Regions from separate parts of the Bombyx mori genome. Here all the other regions are linked to region 1. The links are chromatin contacts, called in public Hi-C maps. All regions are on one chromosome and are shown on one strand. The core of a region is the stretch at or near the end of the contact, and the rest is flanking DNA. Distances in the headings are between cores, read along the strand shown. Region 1 overlaps LOC101744693 (IQ motif and SEC7 domain-containing protein 1). Region 2 holds the start of LOC101744693 (IQ motif and SEC7 domain-containing protein 1). Region 3 overlaps LOC101744693 (IQ motif and SEC7 domain-containing protein 1).

The links. A called contact is a pair of places that touch in the nucleus more often than the background predicts.
Region 2: a contact with region 1 is called in a Hi-C map of whole pupa, with 5 times the contacts expected there. The contact joins the promoter of LOC101744693 here to the enhancer-like site in region 1. A contact is called at or near these places in 3 of 7 Hi-C or Micro-C datasets (midgut, posterior silk gland and whole pupa).
Region 3: a Hi-C map of midgut shows a contact between it and region 1, with 3 times the contacts expected there. The contact joins two enhancer-like sites. A contact is called at or near these places in 4 of 7 Hi-C or Micro-C datasets (midgut, posterior silk gland and whole pupa).

Annotation. Positions count from the first base shown.
Region 1 is chr27:6,286,737-6,291,195 of ASM3026992v2, reverse strand. The region is part of intron 2 of LOC101744693 (IQ motif and SEC7 domain-containing protein 1); the gene reads left to right. Among protein-coding and RNA genes, the nearest start is that of Mir2778a-3, 20 kb to the left of the region's middle. Within about 2 kb of position 2,060, at least 7 of the 8 cell types and tissues checked have open chromatin away from gene starts, as enhancers often do.
Region 2 is chr27:6,410,688-6,415,146 of ASM3026992v2, reverse strand. It overlaps LOC101744693 (IQ motif and SEC7 domain-containing protein 1), which reads left to right and starts at 2,492. Exons shown (of 23, transcript XM_021346151.3): 1 at 2,492-2,794.
Region 3 is chr27:6,195,130-6,199,588 of ASM3026992v2, reverse strand. LOC101744693 (IQ motif and SEC7 domain-containing protein 1) reads left to right here. Exons shown (of 23, transcript XM_021346151.3): 4 at 672-844; 5 at 1,800-1,941. Among protein-coding and RNA genes, the nearest start is that of LOC119630684, 9.3 kb to the left of the region's middle. Within about 2 kb of position 1,873, at least 7 of the 8 cell types and tissues checked have open chromatin away from gene starts, as enhancers often do.

The sequences.
Region 1 (4,459 bases), core at 811-3,310:
TTGTTAGGAACAATGAGAGTCTCCTGTGAGAAATTGGGGGAGGTGAAGGACCTCGGCCCTTCTCTTCTCCCCTTCTTCCTCTCAGGAGGCGCCGGAGTCCGACATAACCCGGTCCGTTACCCCCCTCGACCGGGTATCCGTAAAAGGAACTCCCCAGCGTTAAAAAAAAAAAAAAAATGATCAATGAGACAATGTTATGATGTTTGGTCATCGCGATCGTATTTATGTTTCAATTTTTATTTTATTTTATTATTATTTTATTTTTCAGACGCTTGGAATAATTCTCAATTTTAATGGTCGCGGACGCCTGAGGCCTTCTTATTTGTCGATATTTCTATTGCGTGCCGACTACCGTCTGTTTTGTACATAGAGAAACAATTTTAACATAAAAACGTTAAATTTGTTTTAAATGTTTCTTGAGCTGGTAATAGGGCACCTTACCGTTTCTACTTTTCCATCATCCTTCATTAGAAAGAGTTCTTATTAGCTCCGATCTATTCGTATCCAGATTTTAGGAATAAATAATTCTTTACAGCACTCGGTTTGACAAATACGTGGGCGTATCTGGTATATTATTGTCACTTCCTTTATGGGGATACTAAAACATAAATCTCTGATTTTTTTATGTAGGTATCTTTGTGTATATTGATTTTTGAAATCGATGTGCCGTCTCTTCTTTTATCGTTGTTGCTGTATCTACCTATAAGTCTTTATTTCAGAATTCCATTTTCTCTGATACTAACTGCGCTTTCATATTTGCACGGTTTACAGCTTAAGCATCAGATGAAATGCTTGCCGAACTTTGACGTTGTATAAGTAAATATATGGAATTACTCTTTATTCGTGGAAAGTAATGCCTTGATGTTTTTTTTACCTTTGCTGATAGCTTTAAGAGGCTATTTCAGCTTTACCCTAGCTTGTAGGTGAGCTCATGGGCTCAAACCGGAAGTGTTGCTAACACTGGCCCTAGCAAGAGCAGTGCTTCGCAGAATCTATCATCGGATCGGAAACACGACTCACTGAAAAGATCCGGCAAGAAACTCAATGGACTCTGTGTCTATGAGGCTGGTGTCATAAACAATTTGAAACATCGTACATCAACGGATTGAAAATCCTACGTCATAGCCGTGATGTCCAAATCGACTCTGGCATGGACAGTCCAGGTCAAACCTATTGTAATACTCATAGATGTTTGAACTATAAAATTTCAAGTATTCTTATTATTTAACTCTATTAAGAATCACATTAAAAACAAAAATACGAGTTTAACAGTAATAAGATTTTGAAGTCATAAAGATTAATTGTATCTGAAAAAATGAATTATATTGTATGATGCGTATGCGAATACGTACTCAACAAATGCTTACGATTGATTTCCACGGTGAAGGAATAGCATTGTGTAATAAAAATGAAACCCGCAAAATTATAATTTGCGTAATTACTGGTGGTAGGACCTCTTGTAAGTCCGCGCGGGTGGGTACCACCACCCTGTCTATTTCTGCCGTGAAGCAGTAATGCGTTTCGGTTTGAAGGGTGGGGCAGCCGTTGTGATACTTGAGATCTTAGAACTTATATCTCAAGGTGGGTGGCGCATTTACGTTGTAGATGTCTATGGGCTCCACTAACCACTTAACATCAGGTGGGCTGTGAGCTCGTCCACCGATCTAAGCAATAAAATAGAAAAATACTCCTGTGCATTTCGAAACGTTGTAAGCTATCTGTTTAATTAATGTTTTAGATAACTCCGTTCAGTTGATCGCTTATTGATAAGCGCCTCATTCCGTTACCGAAGGTTTATCCAAGCACAACACTTATTATAATTTCATTTTAAAAAGGTATTTTAGTGGTTAGCTCTTTAATTCCAAATTAGAGAATTCAGGTATGTTTCTTTATTTGTTTTTATATATGGCTTGCAGTAATGTTGCTACTTTCGTGCCACGTGCCGTGTATAGCTGAATTAAAAGTTAATGAACTCCAAAACAGTCTGTTATCTGTACATCGTCAAGCTAAGAATACACACAGTAAAATGAACCATAATAATAGCGACATCTGTTGTCGATTTTAAAAATAGTCTGTCGATCACCTGTGCGCCCGCGTGTTAATGTTTACAAACATTGAGTAGTTTTGCGATTATCCAATAACAGATGGCGGTAGTGAGCTTGAGTTTTTAAATAAACCCAAATGGTTTTAGAATTGTTCATTAGATTTTATACATAAAATAAGTTGGCCAATTGAATTTATTTATTTATTTGTCTGCTCAAATTACAATTACCTCCTAATGATCACCAATTTTTTTTTCATCAGAAAATATCACAAAAAGCAACTGTGTAAAAATACTAAAAATTCTTTTTTTTTATAATACTGCCATTTAAATTTAATATACATTTTTGAAGTGCATATCGTTCGCTTAAAATGTTCTTAAGTTTTTCTAAATGGGGTAATATCTCAATTTTAATTGCACGATACTCTATCTATGCCTGTTTAAGGCAATAATATGCGGAATTATAATGTTTTTGTTATGTGGTACGAGGCATACGATTTTTGACTTCAGCTATTTTTTAGATGAAAAGTCTGATAGGTGCGGACATGGGAAGGCAAATACGAACTAATTCCAATTGATGCGTGATATTTCGCTAATTCGTAATATCGACAGAGATGCTATAACTAAAATATATAAGTAGCCTAAAATATATATCTAAAACCACAATATCGTAACTCTACATAGTAAAAATTAGCGTTCTCGTTAATTATAGAAGTCACAAGATATGGATGATACTGGTTTTTAAAAGACATGTAAACAATCAGATTTATTTACACACAGATCCTATGATCTAAGTACCTACAATTTTATGATAATTAAAGTTAAACTCAAGGATCCAATCGAACAGTGAAATAGAACGTACTTTATCAATTTACATAGAATCAAACGGACAGAACTTACGAACTTTTGAAGCCGTCGTAGCCTAAAGGATAAGATGTCCGGTGCATTCATATCTAGCGATGCAACGGTGTTCGAATCCCGCAGGCGGGTACCAATTTTTCTAATGAAATACGTACTTAACAAATGTTCACGATTTACCTCCACGGTGAAGGAATAACATCGTGTAATAAAAATCAAACCCGCAAAATTACAATTTGCGTAATTACTCGTGGTAGGACCTCTTGTGAGTCCGCACGGGTAGGTACCACCGCCCCGCCTATTTCTGCCGTGAAGCAGTAATGCGTTTCGGTTTGAAGGGTGGGGCAGCCGTTGTAACTATACTTGAGACCTTAAAACTTATATCTCAAGGTGGGTGGCGCATTTACGTTGCAGATGTCTATGGGCTCCAGTAACCACTTAACATCAGGTGGGCTGTGAGCTCGCCACCTATCTAAGCAATAAAAAATGTGACATGTAAGAGCCCCTTTTCCGGACTGCCACATAAATATCCAACAATACATTTGATTTCTAATTCTTTTCTTTAATTACAATAAGTCTACAACTTGCGCCGTTCCGCCCGTTTATCACGGTGTCGCCAATTTAGCATAATGTCGTCTTTTAAACGCCATGTAATTGTGTGTTGATGGCGAAAATTTTCACGTACAACTACTGGCCTCTCTTTAATGATTTCATATTCATTGCAACTTGAGATGTACGTAACGTGTCTAATACCCATATTTATTTGTGGATCTTATAAGACTGAAAATACCGAACTGAACAGAATTCATCCATACTACCTTTTTTTTTTATTGCTCAGATGGGCGGACGAGCTCACAGCCCACCTGGTGTAAAGTGGTTACTGGAGCCCATAGACATATACAAAGTAAATGCGCCACCCACCTTGAGATATAAGTTCTAAGATCTCAGTATAGTTACAACGGCTGCCCCACCCTTCAAACCGAAACGCATTACTGCTTCACGGCAGAAATAGGCAGGGTGGTGGTACCTGCCCGCGCGGACTCAAGAGGCCGTACCATCAGTAAAACCTAGAACTACTGCGTTCATTTAAATCCTACCTAATCGTTGGTAATCTAAGTGGCTATTCGGATTTTACGCGGAGCGGTAGGTGAGCTCACGGGCTTAACCTGAGAGAATTGCTAGCCCTAGCCCTAGCTTTTGAAGAGCACCGATGTGCTTTTCGTGGGGTTGATGTCAATGCGCCACTTTCGGAACCACTGTCCTAAATTGGTGGCGGCGATTTGGAGTTTTCTATGCATGAACGACATCTTCCTACTCGAGTAGTAGATAGCCGTATCATCGGCGATGGGTTCATCAATAGTGCGTTTCCGAAGATCTTTTGTGCCACGTACCATCCGGCTCAGGAATGGACACCCCTTTACGTTGTTTCCCGAGCGCTATGACATGTTCTTCTTCAAACGAGCTTAGAGTACGCAGCGGTAGGCAGCGACTTAGCTGTGTTCTTCATCGGTAACCACTCACCATTAGGTGGGCCTACAAAGGCCATAAAGAATCTTATTC
Region 2 (4,459 bases), core at 1,243-3,742, 120 kb before region 1:
GATCCGGTAGTAGATTCATTCGCGAAGCAGCTGCTCTTAAGCTATCAGGTCTCCTTCGGAGGTGCTCGGGCAGCTGTTAGCAAATCCCAACCCTATTGGCTGAACCTTTGCTCGCCCACCTGTCCTGGTGAAACTGGAAAAGCCTCCGGGCTACCAGTAATCTTTTAACACTAAAAAAAAAAATTTGGAGTGTAAGAGTTGTTGGGGGACCAATTAATTAGATTTTCCTTTCGTTACCTGAACCTCATAGTTCGGTGTTTTCATGTGATCGCCGCTGTGGATTCTGACTAAACAGGGGTTGTAGTGGTGGCACTCAGTGCCGGATATAACATCCGAATAAAATCATAAACAAATCTATTGAATAGCTATTGATATTTTGTTGTTCTAAGTACAAAATTTAAACGTTCCGCGGTAACATCTCGTTATTTATGATTCATTTTTTTTTAATCCTACCTATGCTGGCCTTGAGAGACTATATCAGCTTCGCCCTAACGTGTAGGTGAGCTCACGGGGTTCAAACCGGAGTGGTGCTAACACTGGCCCTAGCAAGAGCAGTACTTCGCAGAATCTACCACCGGATCGGAAACGCGACCCACTGAGAAGATCCAGTAAGAAACTCAGTGGGTTGTGTCTGTTGGTTAATTCGCTCGTCGAGCCCTTCATCGCAAGCGACGGGTTCGACGGGTTACAGTGACCGGTGCTTGTAACCTAAAAGCACCGTTAATGGATCAGGAGGATCCATAATGACGTGTTTTGGGCAATATTCATGCAGTTGCGATATAACACAGTGAAAAACGTCTAGAGTTTAAGGTCGAAATAGAATGAATGCACTCAAATTGCAATTAAACGAGGACAAAGATAAATCCCATTCTCACGGATCGTTTGGAACCTCTGGGTCTGCGAAGGGACTTCGGTTCCCTCTGTATTTTGTACCGTATGTTCCACGGGGAGTGCTCTGAGGAATTGTTCGAGATGATACCGGCATCTCGTTTTTACCATCGCACCGCCCGCCACCGGAGTAGAGTTCATCCATACTACCTGGAGCCACTGCGGTCATCCATAGTGTGTTTCCAGAGGTCTTTTTTGCCACGCACCATCCGGCTATGGAATGAGCTCCCCTCCACGGTGTTTCCCGAGCGTTATGACATGTCCTTCTTCAAACGAGGCTTGTGGAGAGTATTAAGCGGTAAGCAGCGGCTTGGCTCTGCCCCTGGCACTGCTGAAGTCCATGGGCGACGGTAACCACTCACCATCAGGTGGGCCGTATGCTCGTCTGCCTACAAGGGCAATAAAAAAAGATTAATAGTTAAACCGTAACAAATAGGATATAATATACCGGCGTAACAAAGATCATAATATGTTTTGATTGTGCAATACGGATTGAAACATTTAACAATATTTTATTGTCAATTACATAGTTGGTTACATTTAAAGGTTTCAAAAAACAACAATGGATATCAGAACAATATATTACAATAAGTCACAAAATCGTGAACATGAAAAGGCGCTTTTGTCCTTTGTCTTTCATCATTTATCATCTTTGGCCAGCATACGATCCACCTGGTAATGAGCGCTCACTATTATTCATGGACGTCAGCAGTATTATGGGTCCATGCCTAGCTTCGTTTGAAGAAAAATCTGTCACAGGGCACTCATTACTGGTGGTAGGACCTCTTATGGGTCCACACGGGTAGGTACCACCACCTGTCTATTTCTGCCGTGAAGCAGTAATGCGTTTCGGTTTGAAGGATGGGGCAGCCGTTGTATCTATACTGAGACTTTAGAACTTATATCTAAAGGTGGGTAGCGCATTTACGTAGTAGATATCTATGGGCTCCAGTAACCACTTAACACCAGGTGGGCTGTCAACACGTTCACCCATCTAAGCAATAAAAAAAAGATAATAATTTTATCGATCAAATGTAAATACGTATAAGCGAGTACTATTTTCTCATCTGTTTATCAACCGATTCTCTCTTTTTGTTTAGTTGACAAACATTATTAGCATCCACTATTTTTTAATTTTTAAATGTCAATAAAAAAAACAAAAGAGATAATGAAATAGGTAAAAAAAAAGTGAAAAGATTGAAAAGTATTATTAAAGTTTAAAGAAAAGTTGGAATAGCCTACGGGTTAATAGTAATGCCTTCATACCAAAAAAAATTCTCGGAGCTGAAACGATAATAATTATCGTAAAATTAGATCAGATTTAATTTTGTTGGAACGCAGTGACTTGCTTAAAGCGCCATCTCTGAAAGCACCTCTTAACTAATTATATTTTATAATGTAACATGAAAGATGTCGACAGCTCCGACAGCTACAAACGTAATAACAACTTTTCAAAAGATGGCAGTACAATCGCTTTATTTGTTTTGAAATAGTAAGCAGATGGCGTTGCACACAACTCTCTTTAATAAGAGGTTCTCGGGCTAAGAAACATTTGGAGGCCTTCAACGTCATTTCAATTTTGCCGCATTATAGTAAAAGTAACGGAGTCAATAGCAGAGTAGTCGCGTTTGCGGTAGGGTGAATGAATTTCGCCTTTAGTCAGTCTGTTGTCGCTCGCGTTTGAAATTGTGTTGTGACAGTCGGATATCGAGATTCGTTCGGTGAATGTTGTGAAAGTGTAATTCTTCACGTTTAGTGACTGAAATTTGTTCAGAGAATACGATTTTGCAGTTGTAAATATAAGTGAAGTGTGTGATGTGAGTTTTAGTGAACGTTTGTGTGGTAAATTGTGACTCAAAACGCGTTAAGCGTTACGATCTTCGAGTTACCGGCGAATCGTGTTATGGTGAGTATGATCGATATTTACCCCCTTTTGTCTACATTACTGTATTGTTATGACTACTGATATTCATAAACAAAATTTATAAAAATCTACTGTCACTATTAAAAACCGCTAAGACTATAAAACAAGTTTCAAAAGTTGAACCAAGTGTTTAAGTCCGTTGAATTAAATTCTATTTCCGTTAGAATACCTTATCTAGCCCAAATCTTGGTATTTACAGCTTTACATGAATAAAATTGTGCGCTTTGTACTTTGTGTTGTATTTCCTAATTAGTTTAAATATTTAGTTTTGAGATCGACGTCTTTTGCGATATTTTTAGTTAGCTGTTGTTGGGTCCAAATGGGGAAGTATTTCATTGGGTTAGTACATGCGTATACATAATTTTCATTGATAATTAATAAAAAAGATACTTATGTCTAAAGACCAAGTGATGTACTTTTGAAAGACTGCAAAGCTAGTGACCGCTAATCATTTCTTATTAAGATTTTTTTTATTTATAAACCATCAATTAATATGTTGGAGTGCTATACAAAATAAAATTTAAATCTATATTACTTAGTATAAAAATAATTTTAAAACAACTGAGATTTCCAGTAAATAACATTTATTGTACAATCATCCTTAAAATCATGAATCCAGGCAATTTAATTTATTTTTATTCATTTATCCTAAATTTTCATTTATCCTTAATTTTCGAATAGCAAGTCATAATTAGCCTTAGGTAAAAATATATCAAAATTATATGAAGCTCTAATGGATAAATGTTTCAAACTGTTACATGAATTTAATTCAATATGTTACATGACAATATCATTTTCTGTAGGAACTTTTTATTGATCAAAAATTTTATTTCATGATTATACTTAGCTTGAATTTAAGATTAGTTTCACTCTGATCATGGTAAGCACTGCAAAATAATGAGAGTAGTTTGAATTTTTTAAATTGTATTATTATGCAATTATTCTTGTTTCTAATTTCAATATCTTCTCATCTATAGCCCTGTCGTTTGTGCCTATAATTAAGGTGACATTTATAGCATACCTTCTTATCATTTTATCGATGCCCTGAATTGGTGAGTAACTTTGTTGGTGCAACTAATTAAACAAATAAATAAAACATTTCAATTTTTATATATTACTAGATGTTGATGATTAAATACATGAATTAAGCTGCTAATAATTGCTTTTGTTTCGGTTCATTAAGAAAAATATATTATGTACTTCATATCTAATACCTCAGATGGTGAGATGTAATTAAAATCACTAATAAAATCTCTTAACTTTCCATTTCCACTTCCCATTATGTGATGCTTTGAACATATATGTTTTGGAAGGTAAATGATATTCGATTGTTACCTAATGACTTGTCATTCTGTTGTCTAAGCTTTGAAGGCTTAGTGTAAATTGATTTTCCCATAGTTTGACCCAATATCTATTGTCAGTGGCTACTGGCAATGATTAATGATGGCTCGTCGTCAAGAACTTACGAAGTCGGATGCTCACGCCCACGCCGAAGACAATAGCCATCTGATTTGTGAGGTCACCATTGACTTTTCATTTCAGTTATAAATTTGATATGTTACACCGACAGTAATTGGTTTTAGTAACCAGTTGGCAAAATGAAACTGGTTGTAACGTGGCTTGAGAACACTCGCGCTTAGTAACAGT
Region 3 (4,459 bases), core at 624-3,123, 91 kb after region 1:
ATTACAAAATGTATTATTTTAATCGTGAAACACTGGCTTCCATTCAAATTTGCTACAAAGGGATAAATGTTATTTTATTACTGTAAATTGGTAAAGGTACTAGCGGCCCGTCTGATGCACACAGGTTGTCGACTGGCGGATGTAATAACCTCTTGTCATACGGCATGAAACTTTGAATTTCTATATGAGACCAACACTATTTTCATTTGTTATACCACGACGTTTTGGCTGTGTGTTTGTTGGGCTAGAATAACACTGCTTCAACTCCTCGTAAGAGGAGATTAAGCGATTCACCGGAGAATAGTAGCATTCTTTACGCATTATAGCAGTGTACTGCTATCGCCAATTGGCATATACTGCGCCTCTTGTATACCGTATACCGCATCGGTAGGTACCACCACCCTGCCTATTTCTGCCGTGAAGCAGTAATGCGTGTCGGTTTGAAGAGTGGGACAGATACTATAAAAACTAAGATTTTTTTCAAGGTGGGTTGATGTCTATGCAGTTCGCTAACCATTTAATGACAGGTGGGACGTGAGATCGTCCACCCAAGCAATAATATAAATATGTGTACAAATATCCGACGCAAAACTTTAGATATCTTTAATTATGGATCCAATAATGCCCATGTTGATTATTGAACTAACCTATAACTTTTATTTTGTCCTCAGCTTTTCGCAGAAGGTAGACGAAGAGGAGCCAGGCGGCGGGGTTCCGCTGCATCCACCGGACGGCTTCTACACTCATCAGCACTCGATCCACGCGCATCATGCCCACACTGAGCCCGACCGAGGGTACATGGATGGCAACAGATACGTCACCGATGTCCATCGACCGTTACCAGGTTGGTGAAGTTGAGGCTACATTCTTTAAAGTACATAAATGGATGGATGGTCACATAGATAGACATAGAACAGTCTAACACATATATCTATATTGTTATTATTATTTTTCTACCTATGCTGATAGCCTTGAGAGACTATTTCAGCTTCTCCTTGACGTGTAGGTGAGCTCAGGGGGCTCGAACCGGGAGTGTTGCTAACATTGGCCCTAGCAAGAGCAGTGCTTCGCAAAATCTACCACCGGATTGGAAACGCGACCCACTGAGAAGATCCGGCGAGAAACTCAGTGGGCTAATTGTTTAAATATAAGATTGAAATAGAACTTCATTTTGCATCTACGGTACTTTTGAAATTGAAGCAGGGTGTTTTACGGGATGCGGGTACAGATAATAATATCGATTTTATAATGATATTTTTCCACATCAAATAACTAATGTTGGTTCTATTGTAAAAGGCTTTTCGTTTGTGACCTGGTTCAGAGTAAGTCAAATGCGAATGATTTTTCTGTTCTGAAGTATAATTTCTTATGTACCAACGTATGCATGCGCTGGGGCTTAACAAAATAACTTGATGCTTATTTCGTTGATGATGATGGTTAGATGCTTCATCTTGTAGAAGACTAACAGAGGAGAGTGAACAGAAAAAAGCCCTTGTGATTTCTTCTTGATGTGATTTCTTCTTGTCTCCAATTGGCAAAGGCGATCATGCAGTTTTGGAAAATTAAAGCTTTCTAGAAGTTGCGTACATATTTATGTATAATATAGCGAATAATCATTTATTATCACTATTAAAGTTTTGACATAGGATCCCCGTGAATTACTGTGAAATAACGGAAAATAGCAGTGGTATGCACATCGACGTCGTAATCACAAGGAGGAAATCCATTGACGCGATAAATGAATTGTTTTTGAATATTTATTTCTGTTTTATTTAGTCGGTTCGATTGTTTCCTTCCAGCTCTAAATCATTCGAACTCGTCATGTTCGTCGGCGTCGAACGCGTCGACGGGCGCGGGTCTTTGCACGGCACAGGAGCCGGCGTCGCAGCTTTACATTGCCGCGCCGCCGGAGGGCTTCGGCCTCGCCGTTCATACCAACAGGTCAGTGTAATGCAAACAATCAAATAAAATCGAAAGTGTTTCCAGTTACGTTAAGATGTTGCTAATTGATTTTTTCTACGTACAATACGCCTGCCCAACGACACTACAGATTAAACCATAAAACAATTTTGTAGTATTTATAGTATTTTTAAAACTGGTTTTCACAAAAATTATAGAAAACATACAATTTAACTCTAGATTTTATGATACTGCCAGTCATTTAGTGGTAGAAGCTTGAAGGACCTGCTATATGAAACAACATTTGTAACTGAATTACAATAATATTGAATAAATACTTTAAAAAATCAACAAGAAAACGTTATATTGTTTGTTCTGCTGAAATAATGATAGAGCACACAGCGTGCTTAGCTACTAATTATGAACGTACCTTATCAAAAGTATCGTGGTGTGAAATTGATCTTTACCTTAAGCTCAGTTCAAACTATAGTAACGCAAATCTATGTTAATATAAGAAGATTTCATATGCCAAAAATATGTTTATATCTTTTCAACGTGTTAAATTAATTTTTATTCAAATCAAATTGTCATTAATACCATATCTATAAAAGAGACAAGACAACCGTGCAAACACAACCCACTGAGTTTCTCGGCGGATTTTCTCAGTGGATCGCGGATTTGGTTTGCGGATTGTTATGCCTAAAAAAAACATTATATTTTGCTCAACATTAATAAAATAATTTTAGCTACTACATATATTTAGAATTCCCTATAATATTTAGTAAATAGTTCCTTATAGTATTTAGTAAATTTTTTTTTACAACATCTTTAAATAATTTTGTGTTCAAATTCTAAAACCATTATGCATCTATACTAATGTATAAATCTAGAGTGGTTCTGGATTTGGATATTTTTTCTAGCCACCTCATAATTCTCGAGATTTCAACGTTGTAATTCTAATGTATCAGATAAAGGTAGATGTTTATATATTATGTACGTCTTACTGTACCCATATTACGTGTCGATTTTAGCTTATATTTCTTTGTATAGTTTACCTGCAAATTATAATCTACAAGTGAAGTCCTTAAGAAAGGGACAATACTCGTCGTTTTTTAGGTACGATAAATTCTCATTGTGCCTATGTCCAGCAGTCCGCTGCTACAGGCTGATGATAATATATGATGTAATATAAATCGTCAATTCTGTCTTTACGTTACAGCAATCTCATTGCACTCAACGCGATGCGATTATCGTTCTTATTCTGTTATACTTACAGTTTTAATTATTATTAACTATTAGTAATTTTATTCATTTAAATTTGTTCACCGTAACCCTGATGGGTTTGTTGAACAAGTTCAAAATTAATTGAAAATTCGTCATAGTCAGTTACTGGATTCGTCCATTTCACTCTCCAATGTCCTTGGTACGAACGATGTGTATTCGATGTCTAAGATGAACAACAGTGTGCCGTTCTTTGAGCAATATTTAGGAATGGTATATGTAAGAACATTTAAAATCTTTGGACATTGTGATTTTGTGTAATATATAACTCTGTATTAATTCTTGTTTTGTTTGTGTTCGTACAATTAATCTGGATCTGGATAATGGGGATCAGACAAAGGTTTGCATTCATAATTTTATACACCATTGTGTACGTGAAGATTTTCGTTACCCATCCGCGAATACGTATCCTGAACAATAAAGTAATTTAAAAAGAAATGACTTAAACCAAAAGACGTAAATTGAATTCCATTCTCTTAATGTTAATTAATTGCCTTAGAAGATCGTCTAACATATTTTTTACTGTTCACTATATAATAATATACAGAATGCGAAAATAGTGCTCCCCGATTACTGATGTCGTAAACTATTAGAAATACTTACAAAAGTTTTTGCACGCTATGTAACGCATCTATAAATCACCGGACGTTCGGGGTTAATGAACCCGAAGGAACGCGGGGAGCGGCTACGAGCTGCATACGCATTGCATTGCTGGTTCTCGAAATGTGACGTCATGGAAATAAAAAAAATTAGACAATTAGTTTAATCCTATTTCGATTTCGGGAAAGATGTCTCCACACCCTATGTATAAGTATGACACTTGTACTCCTTAACTTTGTTTCGTGATTGTTTTATTTTCTTAAACTCAATTTATACGGTTGGGAAGAAGCTGAAAAGCCCAATTGGTGTTTTCGGAGCCCATAGACACAACAACGCGAATTCCCAACTTCGGACATGAGGTAGAAGCTTCAATTGTATTTATTATCACGCCATTTAAACTGGAAAGTACACCTGCTTCGCGCCAAAATAGGCTGTTGTTGCGGGCTTACATAAATCTGGCGAATATGATTTTAATTACAGCATGCTTCACCGTAAAAGTCATTGGTGAACAAGTGTCTAGGATGTTTTTTTTTGTATAGCTTAGATGGTTGGACGAGCTCATGGCCCACTCGGTGTCAAGTGGTTCCCGGAGACCATAGACATCTACAACGTAAATGCCGCCACCCACCTCGAGACATGAGTTGTAAGATCTCAGTTTTAACAGTACAACGGCTGCCCC